Regions from separate parts of the Muntiacus reevesi genome. Here region 2 is linked to region 1. Evidence: chromatin contacts called from public Hi-C data. All regions are on one chromosome and are shown on one strand. Each heading gives the region's core, a stretch centred on a gene start, on an enhancer-like site or on the middle of the called end of the contact. The rest is flanking DNA. Distances are from core to core; before and after follow the strand shown.

Region 1 (6,154 bases), core at 1,031-3,530:
TGCATTGACAGGTGAATTCTTTACCACTGAGCCACTTGGGAAGCCTCTAACAACCCTGTCTCCCACACTAACATCTTTCTTTGCCCATCTACCCTCCCGATTCAATCCAAATCACATTCGCCCAATCCCACGTACCTTTCTTCACACCTGTCACCTTTTCCCACCTCCTGAACCTCCTGACTCCTAACAGACTTTCTGTTAGATATATTTTGCGCAAGGGTCACCTCGGGGCAAAATATACGTAATAATTTAGAATATATCTAAATTCTAAGTAGGCTCCCTTGGCATTTAAGTTTGCTCTTCTGTCTTCCAGAAACTCTCCAAAGAATATCCGTTTCCCATCCCTCCATGTTTTTTCCAAGCTTCTATACCCCAAAGCTAACAAATCTTTCTATTCTAGCATGCCGATTCACCCATATACCTCCTTCCCCCCATTGTAAATGCACCTGACCCCCGTTTCCTCAAATACTTCCTCCAAACCAGCATCTACTCTGCACCGCTTTCTCAGCATTACTCCATATCCACCACACCCAAATCCATTCTTACTCTGCCCCCCTCCCCCGATATCTACAAGTTCAGCCTTCTGCACCGTTTCACTTGCCCCTCGGTCCTCCCTCTACATCTCCCCATCCTGCCCTCTCCTCACCCTCCCTGCTGCACCTGCTTGCACACCTCGTTTCCCCTCACACCCACCCCCTCCTTGGGAGTGTTCTTCCCAGACACTCACTGGCCCCCTACCGTTCCTAGTAGGTCCCTCCCACTCAGAAAACCCCTACGAGCCCTAGCCTTCCGACCACCCGAACCCCGCCCCCATCTCGATATCGCTCCGCCCCTCTACCCTCGAGCCCCGCCCCCTGCCCTGGAGGTCCCGCTGAGGGGCGGGGCCTGTCCCTCCTCCCCTTTCCCCCGCCCCCTACCGTCACGCTCAGGGGCAGCCTGACCCCGAGCGGCCCCGCGGTGACCCTCGCGCAGAGGCCTGTGGGAGGGGCGTCACAAGCCCCCTATTTCCCCCTCCCGCCCCCCTCCCGCCTAGTCTCCTCCCCCTGGGAACGCGCGGGGTGGGTGACAGACCTGGCCGCGCGCCACCGCCACAGCGCCTGCCGGGGGCGCTGCCGCTGCCTGAGAAAAAAGCCGCGGCTGCCGCCTGGAGGAGGTGCCGCCGCCTCCGCCACCGCTGCCGCCGCCGCCAGGGGTAGGAGCTAAGCCGCCGCCATTTTGTGTCCCCCTGTTGTTGTCGTTGACATGAATCCGACATGACACTGATTACAGCCCAATGGAGTCTCATTAAACCCGAGCCACGGTCCCGCCCCAGCGCTGCTCCATTGGACTAGACCGCAGACACTTAGGGCCACCCGTTGGCCTAGGAGTCTGTCCGTCACCCACACACTAACCACTCTGCAGCCCATTGGGGCAGGATCCTGCCGGTCATCTCGCCTCCGCATAGGCACACCCCTCGACCCATCAGCCCCCCCTCCGGTACCACCCCGGGGGAGGGCCCACTGCCAGTACCAATCAACAGACCGCCTGGCCCGCCTCTTCTGGGCACCTATTGGTCCAGCCTTTTTTCTCTCGCCCAGACACCGCGCCACCTCTACTTCCACCTACCCGCCCCCTCTACCTCTAGAAAAGGATTGGGTCTACTCGTAGGAGAGGTACTTGGCCTTATTGGCTGCAGACGACGTCAATCAGAGGGCCTTTTCCCTTCCCCCTCCCCCACTCAACCCCAAACCCCCTAGCCCGCAGCTAAAGTTTGTGTGAGAGCTGATCGCTGGCGGCGGCCGCAGGATTTAGGGGTGGGCGCGGGCGGGCGCGCGCGGGCGGGCACGCGAAGTTAAAATTCGAGGTTCTCAGTCGCCAGCTCCTGCGGTGGAGCGCGCGGACGGGCGCGCCGCCTGGAGCGTTCCATCCCGCCCCCTCCTCCACCTTCTCCCGTCCTGTCCCGGGCGACTACTCGCCCGCCCCCTGGCTCGCATCCTTACCCCCCACGCACCCCTACCCTGCAAGCCGAGGCCGGGTGCAAGCAGTATGATGTCGCTGCAGCCTCCTCGCCATCCCGTGCCGAGGGGGAGCAAGCCCTTACCCGCCGGGCGTGCACCCCCCGGCTCCACACTCGCCCGTGTCTGCAAGCACGTGCACCGTTCGCCGCTGCCTCCAGCCACCCCGGTCCCGGGCTAACCTCGCCTGCAGCCCGGCCAATCGCTTGCTGCCCTTTGTTGCTGCAGCCCGGGTCTCCCCGCTGCCTTCCTCAGCCTCCGCCTCGTCCTTTGCCAGCCGCCCGGGTCCGCAGCGCCGCGCTCCCCCCGCCCGGGACCCACCGCCGCCGCCTCCTTCTCCTCCTCCGCCTCCTCCTCCTCCTCGGCTCCGGGCTGCAGCGCACAGAGCCCGAGGCAGCGCCGCCCAGCCCCGCTCCCCCCGCGCCGCCAGCTAGCCCGCCCGGCCCGGCCGGGGGCGCAGCCTGGACCCCGCCCGCCCCAGTCCCCGCCCCGGGGGTACCTGCCTCCGCCCTGGGGGGGCTCCGCTTGCCGCCCTCGGGGGAGGGCGGGGATGCCGGTGTCCGCGGGAGGATGGGGACGCCTGGGCCGTTTGGGGCGGGGAGTGTGCCCGCCAGGGCTGGGACTTGAGAGGTGCGGTCCTCGCCAAAGCGCCCCCCCACCCCCCGCCGCCGTGGGCCCCAAACTTCGTCCTCCGCGGGGCCTTGTACCCTGGGCGGTCGCGGCAGTTTTGGGGTGGGGGATGCTTCGGGAGCTGTGTCTACCCTGATCAGGAGGAAGAGGGAGCAGTGACATTCAGCGACTGCGGACAGGGCACGGCGGCGGCATCCTTGGGTGGGAGTGGGGATGTCAGACGCCGCTGGAGGGGGAAGCTGCCCCTCAAGATGCCCTCTCCCGGTCTGCGAGGAGCTGGAGAGCTCTGAGCTGCGTTCTCAGTGCTTTCTTGGGCGATGCAGCCGGGTGGCAGAGGGGCTAGGGGCGGGGGTGGGGAGGCGGCTGGGGGGGCCCTTCCCCCTCTCTTCTAGCCAGCGCTCGAAGGAAGGCTGATGGCGAAGTTCGGTTTTCCAGGCTTCCCCTGGGCCCCCCGAGTTCCTGAGGCCCACAAGAGGGAGGCTGGGGGCTCATCTGGCCGCCCAGGCGAGGCCACTTTGACGCTGCCCACATGCCTCCCAGCGCCGTCCAGACTCTGAAGAGAGACCCTCGTTCTTCCCGGAGACCGGTGGGATGCTGACAGGGGAGACTTCAGAAAATAGTAAAAGTAGCCTTGAGAAATGGCTCCTAGAGAGTTTGAGTACGAAGTTTCCCTTCCGAGGCGCCATTTCTTCGTGAGGGGGAGGAGAACTATGACTTTGTAAAAGAACCAAGTTTCAGGCATGGTGGCCTAGGTGGAAAGCCACCTGTTGAGTCAAGTCTGCCCCAGGGCGGTCTTGGGCCCTGGCAGGGTGACACAAGGTACCAGGGAGAGGAGTCCCCGGCTTCCTGCCCTCGTTGACTCTAGCATCCTCATGGCAGTGACCCTGCAGCAGCAGCATCTTCAGCTCCGCATTAGCAACCACTGTGCAAGCTAGGTAGGTACTTTGTTAGAGCAACTTCTCTCAAACAAACAAAAGCAGCAGCACAGCGCAGTCATCGATTGCAGAGCTAAAACACACTTCACTTTTTTAAGATGGTTTGCTTCTCTAGGGTGTGAGCTGCCCCTACTTACATGCTTCTTGGCAGCAAGGTGAGAAAGAGCCAAGACAAAGGGTGCAGAGTTGGATGAAAGGACAGAAGAGGGGAGAGGGGGAGCAGAAGAGTTGTAATACTACACTCAAAACTGTCACCGGTTCCATTATAAATCCCTTTTATAGGTGTTTTATTACTTGGTTGTTAGTTTTTAAAACACAAACCTCTTTAGATTAAATCTTGGCATTCACAGGCTCAGCTTGGGGAAACAAAACACAGGGAAAGCTCTCGGCTTGGCTACTTTTGAGTTACATTACTGATAAAACAAACAAACAGCAGGTTGGGTTTCCTCATAGCCTCTCTCTACCTCTTTTATTTAGTATCTTCAGTAGCCGGCTCAAGGTGAATTTTTACAAGCCATTAGTTTATAATTCAGTCTACTTCATTTAGGTATTTCAAAGAGAAGGACATTTATAAGGTATGCTTTTTTTTATAATGCAGGTGCTGGGATTTTTATTCTCCAAGAAATTACTAAGTAAATCTAAGAATCCTGGCACACACTTAAGCCTTTATGTTCTGTTTTTGTTTTTTCCCCGTGGTCTGCCCAGATGTACTTTTATTTTGTAACTTAGATTTGAGCCTCCCAGCCTGCATTTTATCTCAAGCAATAAAAATAAACCATGTCTTAATTAAAAACAAGTTTCAAAACCCCAAATCAGTACAAACTAAAGTATGCTAAAGAAGCAACCAAAGACAATTAAAGCCAAAAGTCCACATTTAAGATGTCTTCAGCCAATGAATCGTGGGAGATTTATGAGCATCTAACACTTGTTATCACTAATGAGTTAGCCAGATGGATTTCTAGTGCATCAAGACCTGAACAGACACCTTAGACAGAAAAGGGTCTCATTTGCCTAAACTTGTGCTCCTGTAACTCCAGGAGCTGGCAAACACAGAAGATGGAAGTATCTTTACCCAACAAATTGATGTGTTTTTTTTTTTTTGTTTGTTTGTTTTTTTAGGTTCTTTTCTTAATATAGTTCTCTAGCCGGGCATGGCAAGGAAAGGGACTGTGTTGCTTTCCCAATGATACTCCCCTCTAAGGTTACTTGTCCTTTGAGAAATTCTGGCTCTTCAGATAAGTGGGACTGGAAAGGATAACAGAGTCACAGCCAGAGATACATACTTCATGCTTCCTCTAAACCTCTCTTTATCTATAGTATCTCAAAGCCTCAGCTGAGCTGAACAGCTCAATTAAGATGTTAACCTAGAAATAACTTGAAAACCAAGCACGGTGCAAAATTTGCAAGCTGACTGGACTGAAGGATTATGAATCCAGGGGCCCATCTGATGAGTCCTCCTCCCTTCCCCAAAAGAGCTGCCAGTGGGCGCCACTGACCAGACCTGCTCAGTGTGGCCCACAGATCAGCAACATCAGAATGATCTGGGAATGAGTGCTTAAAACACAGATTCTTTGGCCCAACCCCAGATTCTGATTCAGTAGGTCTACAGTGAGTCTCCCAAATCTACATTTTTAGCCCATGACTTGGCTTGAAGCTTATGATCCCTGATTTGACAACTACTGGCCTAGGCTGAATCCTCATCTTTCCCAACTGGAAAGTAATGTTTCTTTTGTGAGCTTCTTAGCCAGAAGTTTATAGTCCCTAGTATACTGAGATGATTCCATGGTCTGACCTATTTGTCCTTGAATCCTGAGTAAGAGTAAAAAAGAATGCAGAATAGCTTCAGGAGCTGAAGGGAACTGGAGGGCTTGATCTTTTGGGTTTGTTTACTTGCTCTGAAGCAAGTCACACAAACACTCTGATAAGAGGGATCATATCCACAGATGCACTAACAAAACCTTATGAAAGAAACTGAGTAAGGGAGGCAGCAGGCAGAGACCCTGAGCTGATCTGTCCAGGCCAAAGCTCAGGATGAAGTCTATTTACATTCAATTAGTCACTTAGAAAAACAATGGTCTCCACTATCCTTTCCACCTGCCACTGGGACTGGAAACTGTATCCCCTCAAGGTCACAGTGTCTGGTTATGTCAGTCAAGGGCAAAGGGGGTGAGGGATGATCAGTCAAACCATTAGTTTTAAATAGGCTAGCAAATTCAAGCTATAGGTGTGGATGAAAAGTCTGCATTGTTTTAAATACAAATATTTTGTACTCTTACCCCATTAGTTCCAGCTTAAAAACTTTTAGGGTCATTTAAAAGCATTCTGAACCAATTCTACACTCCTTAGTCTATCTCTAAGGCTACATCTGCACCCAACCATTATCTCATCTCCAGCTTCTCCCAGCCCCACACACTCCTCTGTGCCCAGCACACACTGTTCCCTCTGCAGTCATGCCTGCCCTCTCTACCTTACTTGATGAAGACCTTGGAAAAAAGATAGCTCCAAATCCCTGCTTGGCTGCGGCCTCTTCTGTGAAGTTTCCCTGGTCTTTGCAGGTAGCCCACAGGACGTGAAGCAAACCTGGAGCAATCCAGC
Region 2 (6,179 bases), core at 690-3,189, 250 kb before region 1:
GCTGCACGCGCCCACCCCGAACTCCCCTCTCCTTCACCTCAGCTGCTGCTCACCTCCCTGTTCCGAATCGGGCTCCCCGGACCCGCCTCCGAGTCGGCGTCCGAGCAGCTATCGGAGTCCGGTGCCCTCCGGGCCTCCCGGGAGAGAGACGCCTTAAGGGGTGGGGGCGGAGCCCGGGTAAGCGAGCCGGAGTGGAGGCTGGGGCGGTGGCGGCTGCGCGCAGGCATAGCTGCGGCGCCGCTCCGGCCGCGGTCTTATCCGTGCCGGCAGCTGCTCGAATCCGAACCGGAACTGCTTCGCGAGGCAGGGGCCCATCGGCGGGAGGCGGAGCCCTAGGGTAGGGGTGGGGCCAAAACCGGAAGGGACTCGGGGTTAAAGATGGGCGTGAGGGTAGGGCGGCGACCTGAAACTGATGCAAGGAAACCCGAGAGGGCATGCAAAGGGACCAAATGGTCCAAAGCTGAAGAGATGAGCGATGAGGCGCTGGTACAGGCGGGACGGGGCGGGGCCTATGGGATTAGTAAACTGGGGACAAGAGAGGCTTTTCCTTAATTCCTTTGCAGGGAGCCAGCTCCTCTCCAAGAGCCAACCTCCAGTCATCATTATTACTGTTTATTGCCCCTCTACTCTCTGACTGTCCCTATGCCAGATGCCATATAAATATATCACTTAATCCTTGTTCCACCTCTGCAGGGTATCACGACAGAGAAGGGCCAAGAAACCTTGCCTCAGCTTAGGCAGTTAATATGTGCCGAAGCCAGTATTCCTACTGAAGTCTAACTTCAGAACCTATGCTGTTCTTGCTTTACTGTACTACCCCACCCTGAGGGAAGCCCCCACCTCAGGCCTAGCAGTGGCACAAACCAAGTTCAAAACTGGCCTTGGACCTGGGCTCCAGCCGCCTCATCACCTTGCTTCCTCGGGCGGTGCAAGGCAGGCGTCAGTGACTCTGATGGGAGTGGGGATAGATTCTGGGGTGGACATGAGTGCAGCCTGCTTCCATGGAATCCCCTGGTATGGCCTTTACCCTCAAACCAGACTCAAAGCCAGGTGCAACTGGGAGCCTCCCCACTACAGCTCGCGCCCCCAACAAAGCCTTCATGAAGGCATCCTAGAGTGGGCAAGACATCTCACTTCAGCCTACAAGGAGCTCCGGCAGAAGGACAAATACAGACTTTCTCTGTTTTTGCTGCGAGGACAAAATCCCTTATAGGCAGAGGAATCTCCCTCCCACCCAAAAATATTTTTGATGACATCCTTTCTTTGGCTCTGGTAGAGGGAAACATTCATCTCTTCCTTCTGCCTCTCTGGCACACATGGCCCATTTTAGCTTTCTCTTTTGAGAAATCAGTCATCTTCATAACAGAACTATTGTTCAAACTTTCCCCCACAAATCCTGTGGGCACCCTTTAGATGAGGTCCTCCAGGCCTCCTCTCCACATTTCTCAGACTCTGTAACTCAGGGAACTTCCCCTGAGTCCCATAATCCAGAAGTTCATCCAACAGTCATACAGTTTCCACTTAGTATGTGACCCACCCAAACCTGAAGAACTTTTCCCATCATGCATCCTTGGAGTCAACCACCTCCTCTGGACCCTGGATCTCTACCTTAAACTCAGTCCTCAGAACCAAATAGCCTTATACAGGACTCTAAATCTATTAACATCTACTGTGTGTTAGAGTATCTTTTGTTTCCATTAATCCTTAAAATTCTCCTTACTTGAGAGATGAAGAAACAGGCTGAGAGGTAAAGTGACTTGCAGAGATATATCTGATTCCCTGTGGTCAGGCATTTTCGGGCTAGGGGGTGACTTGGGGAGGAAAAGGTCCTGTTTTCTCTAGAGGCCCCTGTAATTTGCTGAGTCACTTGCTGCTGTCTCACCTGTCCCTGCCAGTCTCTCGGAAGGAGGGATGACACTGGAGAGGCAGAGAGGAGTGACCACAGAGACAGAGGGGTGGGTGGGCCGGCCCATGGCGGAGGCTTCGCTCCCACAGCTGAGGGGAGATGCCGAAGCCACGCCTTGCCCCAGCGTCCTGGAACTGGAGGAGCTCCTGAGGGCAGGGAAGGTTTCTTCCAGCCACGTGGATGAAGTTTGGCCCAACCTTTACATAGGAGATGCGTGAGTGGTAGTTGGCTGAAGGGACGTGGGGGTGAGGACAAGGAGAGACAGTTCTTGGGATCTTTAAAAGAGATGGGGGGTTGGGGTGAGAGAAAGGGCAACTGGTTCTGCTCTGAGTTTCCCAAGCCAGGGACTTTCTCCAGGACCCCTTCGTGCTAGCAACAGTGCAGTGATCAGGTGCAGCCACCAGGGGGAGGAGGGACTTTGCCTGCCTGAAAGAAGGGAACTCCTAGAGATTCCCAGTCTTCTGGCACATTCCGAACAACTGGTGGGTCTTGTTGGGGGAGGGGTGGGGTGCAAAGGACGGGGACTCGTGGTGATTTGGGGGTGATGGGGTGGACTGAGAGCTCCCCTTTCCGGTTCCAGCCTTCTTCCTCTGGACACAGACTGGGTAAGGAAGGCTGACTGGAGGTGAATCAAGGAAGGTGTCACCTTTAAATATTTGCAGATTAGAAGCAGGTATGAGGTAGTGGCCAGGAAGAGCCGGATGTGTGAGGCAGGGCATGGGGCAAGAAGGGAGGTGCAACTGGGTCCTAGGGCTGAAGCAATCCTTTCTTTCCTGTCCTGGCCATGGCGGGGGCGGATTGCCTCAGGAAGCAAAGAGAGGCTAAAGCTACATCCCTGTACTACCAGCTCCCCTACCAGAAAGCTCCTGGGTGGGGCTGTGAGCTGTGAACCTCACAAGTTCCTCTGGCTCCTTCTGGACCCTAATGGATTCATCGCTCTGAAGCAGGGGGACCAAACAACGCCTCCTTCCCAGACCTCATGGCTCCCCTTCCTCCCCTCCCTAGGGCCACAGCAAATAACCGCTTTGAGCTATGGAAGCTGGGCATCACCCACGTGCTGAATGCCGCCCATGGGGGCCTCTACTGTCAGGGCAGCCCTGACTTCTATGGCAGCAGTGTGAGCTACCTGGGGGTGCCAGCCCACGACCTTCCTGAGTTCGACATCAGTGCCTACTTCTCCTCTGCAGCTGACTTCATCCACCGTGCCCTTAGCACGCCTGGGGGTAGGACTTTGCATCTGAACCCCTATCCTACCCAGCTCAGTCATGGGGGGATGTCCAGTTTCCCCTTTAACGTCAGTGCCCTCCCACCCCTAGTTTTTAAAAAGTCGTCATGTTTTTAAAATTCTCTGCTCAGTGTCCCAGCACTTTATCCAGTAGTATTGCTCCACAGACAGGGAAAGGGAGGCCTGAAGTACAAGGTCATGCTCCAAGTTAGGAGCAGCCCTGGGGCTGGAAGCCAGGTCTCCCAAACAATAAAACAGTTCTTTCTCTGCATAACTCAGCCTTGGGAGATTGCCATCTGGTATCTAGATGTCTGATTTCTGCCCCAAAGTACTTTCAAATGGAAAAAAAAAAAAAAAATCTTCTAATACCTGGGGTGCAACAAAGAAGCCTGGGGAAGTTGCTTCGTGTTCATCCTGGGTGAGAGCTATGCCCCTTGCTACCCGACCCCGGATGAGCCAGTGTCCCTCTCTGGACCTCAGTTTCTCATCTGTGTCATGGGAAAAACAAGACTGTGGCTCATAGCACTTTTCAATACCAAGTATCCTGACCTTCATTTTTCGTCACCCATTCATTCATCAACTATTTATTATCTTCTCTGTGCCAGGCATGGAGCTAGATACGGGGACACTAGATACTTGCTTTAAGCAAAGCAGGGTCCCTGGTGGAAAGACATTCAAAATGTGAAGTATTACATCTGAGCACTACTCAGATGAGTAGGTAGAAGTGAAGAGCCATGGGAGCACAGGATGGGGTCCTGGATTCAGAGGATCAGGAATTTGGGGGGAATTCCCTCTACAACAGGATTCACTGGGCCCCATGCATAAAGGATGAGCTGCTTTGTGATTCAAGTGATACCATGAGTAGTCAGGAAGCCGTGTCTCAGTGGAATCCTGACAAATGAGTAGTAGATGTTAGTCAGACTGACAGAAGGGAAAAACTTACAAGTAGTTGAAAGAGCATGTGGGAAGGCTGGAGGCCAGGGACCATGACAGCTTCAAGGGGCTGCAAGTTACCCAGCGTTTCCAGAGCTGAGAGCTGGGGTGAGACAGCCTGCCATGAGGCTGCAGGGTCAGCAGGGCCAGCCCACAGAGGGTCCCAGAAGCCGTGCTGGGGTGTGTGTACCCCATCCCAAGGGTAGGCATAAGAGGTGCTGATATACCCACTTGACAGATTGGGAAATGGAGGCCCATACATGTTGAGTGATTTGCCGAGGGTCACAGAATACACCCAAAGCAGAGCAAGGGAAGGAACCTGGGTCCCCACCTCAGCCACTGGGTGGGCTGGCTGGTGGGAAAGGGTCTTTCAGCAGATGTCTTCCTCAGCCAAGGTCCTGGTGCACTGCGTGGTTGGGGTGAGCCGCTCCGCCACACTGGTCCTGGCCTACCTCATGCTGCGCCAGCAGCTCTCCCTGCGCCAGGCGGTGATCACCGTGAGGGAGCGCCGATGGGTCTTCCCCAACAGAGGTTTCCTCCACCAGCTCTGCCGGCTGGACCAGCAGCTGCGGGGTGCAGGCCGGAGCTGAGGGGCCAGGTGAGGGCTGGGCAGGGCGTGAGGGGCGACGGCTGGGTGCAGTGAGAAGTGAAAGGTCAGGTGAGGGCTGGACAGCTAGAGTAAGGGGTTGGGTGAGGCCTGGCAGGGGACATGAATGAGTGCAATTCAGAGGTTGGATATCAGGGCTGAGCAGGGCTGGAAGAGAGGGTTGAAAGGGGCCTGGCCCATTCCCCAAGCTACTGGGCTGCCCTAACCAATCCTAGGCCTGGCTGAGGCAACTGGATTGTCAGTCCCTCCCCCCACTCCCAGCCCACCCACAGATTCTTCAGAGCCAGAGCAGATGGAAAGGCTGGGAAAGAAAGGGGTGGGAAGCATAAAATGGAAGAGGTGAGGCCTTCCAAACTGGTCCTGGTGCTGACCTGCCCTACCTCCTTGGCCAGAAGCCTGTGGGGTTCACCTGAACCCTACCAAGATAGGAGCACAGTCGGTCCTGTACCTGAGCTGTCTGGCCCTTCCCACACCTCTGCACACCCTCCGCTCAGGTCTGAATCCCAGTCCTTGGTGAAACGTGTGGCTGCAGCTATTGCTCCAAGTTTAGTTAAAAATCATGTCAGTCCTGCGCATCCATTCCCACAATGGAGAAAGGGAACAGGTGCTCCCACCACTGGCCACAACCTCCTCACACAAGCCCTGGTTGATACAAAGTTCTCCTGTCACCACGCCCTTCAGTTCTTTGCCTTGGACTCAGCACTCCACTCTCTACCTTCATACCCCACCCAATGTGATCTCATAGAGGACCCTCCGTAACCTCCCTCCCTCTCTGATTCTGGGGACCCCATAGGACATAAAGCCTTCCTGAAGTCTATCCATTTACCTTCTGCCTCCTCCCGTTCCATGTTCAGTGCATCTGGAGCAAAATCCCTCAGTCCTTAAGCTGCATAAAAGGGACAGATCCCCAGTATCTCCCCGGGCCAAGCCACCTCCCTCCTGCTAGAGGCCCCAGTGTCCCCAGCTGCCCAGTAGAAGGAGCTTGGCTCCCGCAGCAGCAATGGTGCATCTCAGGCTCCCAGCCCACAAATGGTTGCCAAGGTGCTGCTGTAATTTCTTTGGCATTAGCTCTGTGTTTTCTTCCTGCTCAACTGAGAGGAGGCAGGGGTGTCCCTTCCTGGGGGTGGAGAGGCTGTGGGGGCCCCAGATTGAGAGGCAGCTGCAGAATGCCCCCTGTCCTTCTTCTCCCACCATGCCCATGTTGGGGCTGTCCCTTTCTGGCTCCAACAGCTCATCTTCCTTATATTCACATCCCCACTGAGGGCCATCTGAGGGAAGGTTAAGCCTCCAGAGATGCTCTCCACTTCCCCTATCCCACCTCCAGCTCCTGCTACCCATACTGTTCCTTCCTTCATCTCTCCTCAATCCTGACTTCAGCTGTGCCCCACCACCCACTGGCTCAGAAGGGCTGCCAGCTGGCAGTGGGACACTGTCCTGAGCTCTTCTGGGAGTTAGGAGAGTAGCAGCTTTCTCCTCCTGCCAGAGCCTCTCTGGGGCATGAATGAATC

Evidence for each region. Hi-C and Micro-C count contacts between places; a contact is called where the count stands out from the background.
Region 2: a Hi-C map of muscle shows a contact between it and region 1, with 4 times the contacts expected there. The contact joins the promoter of LOC136159885 here to the promoter of KAT6B in region 1. A contact is called at or near these places in 2 of 3 Hi-C or Micro-C datasets (blood and muscle).

The regions. Positions count from the first base shown.
Region 1 is chr2:109,752,703-109,758,856 of mMunRee1.1, reverse strand. It overlaps KAT6B (lysine acetyltransferase 6B), which reads right to left and starts at 2,280. Exons shown (of 18, transcript XM_065922667.1): 1 at 2,177-2,280.
Region 2 is chr2:110,001,912-110,008,090 of mMunRee1.1, reverse strand. LOC136159885 (dual specificity protein phosphatase 13B) reads left to right here and starts at 1,939. Exons shown (of 5, transcript XM_065922674.1): 1 at 1,939-2,120. The coding sequence starts at 1,972. It overlaps SAMD8 (sterile alpha motif domain containing 8), which reads right to left and starts at 276. Exons shown (of 5, transcript XM_065922679.1): 1 at 54-276. The coding sequence starts at 227.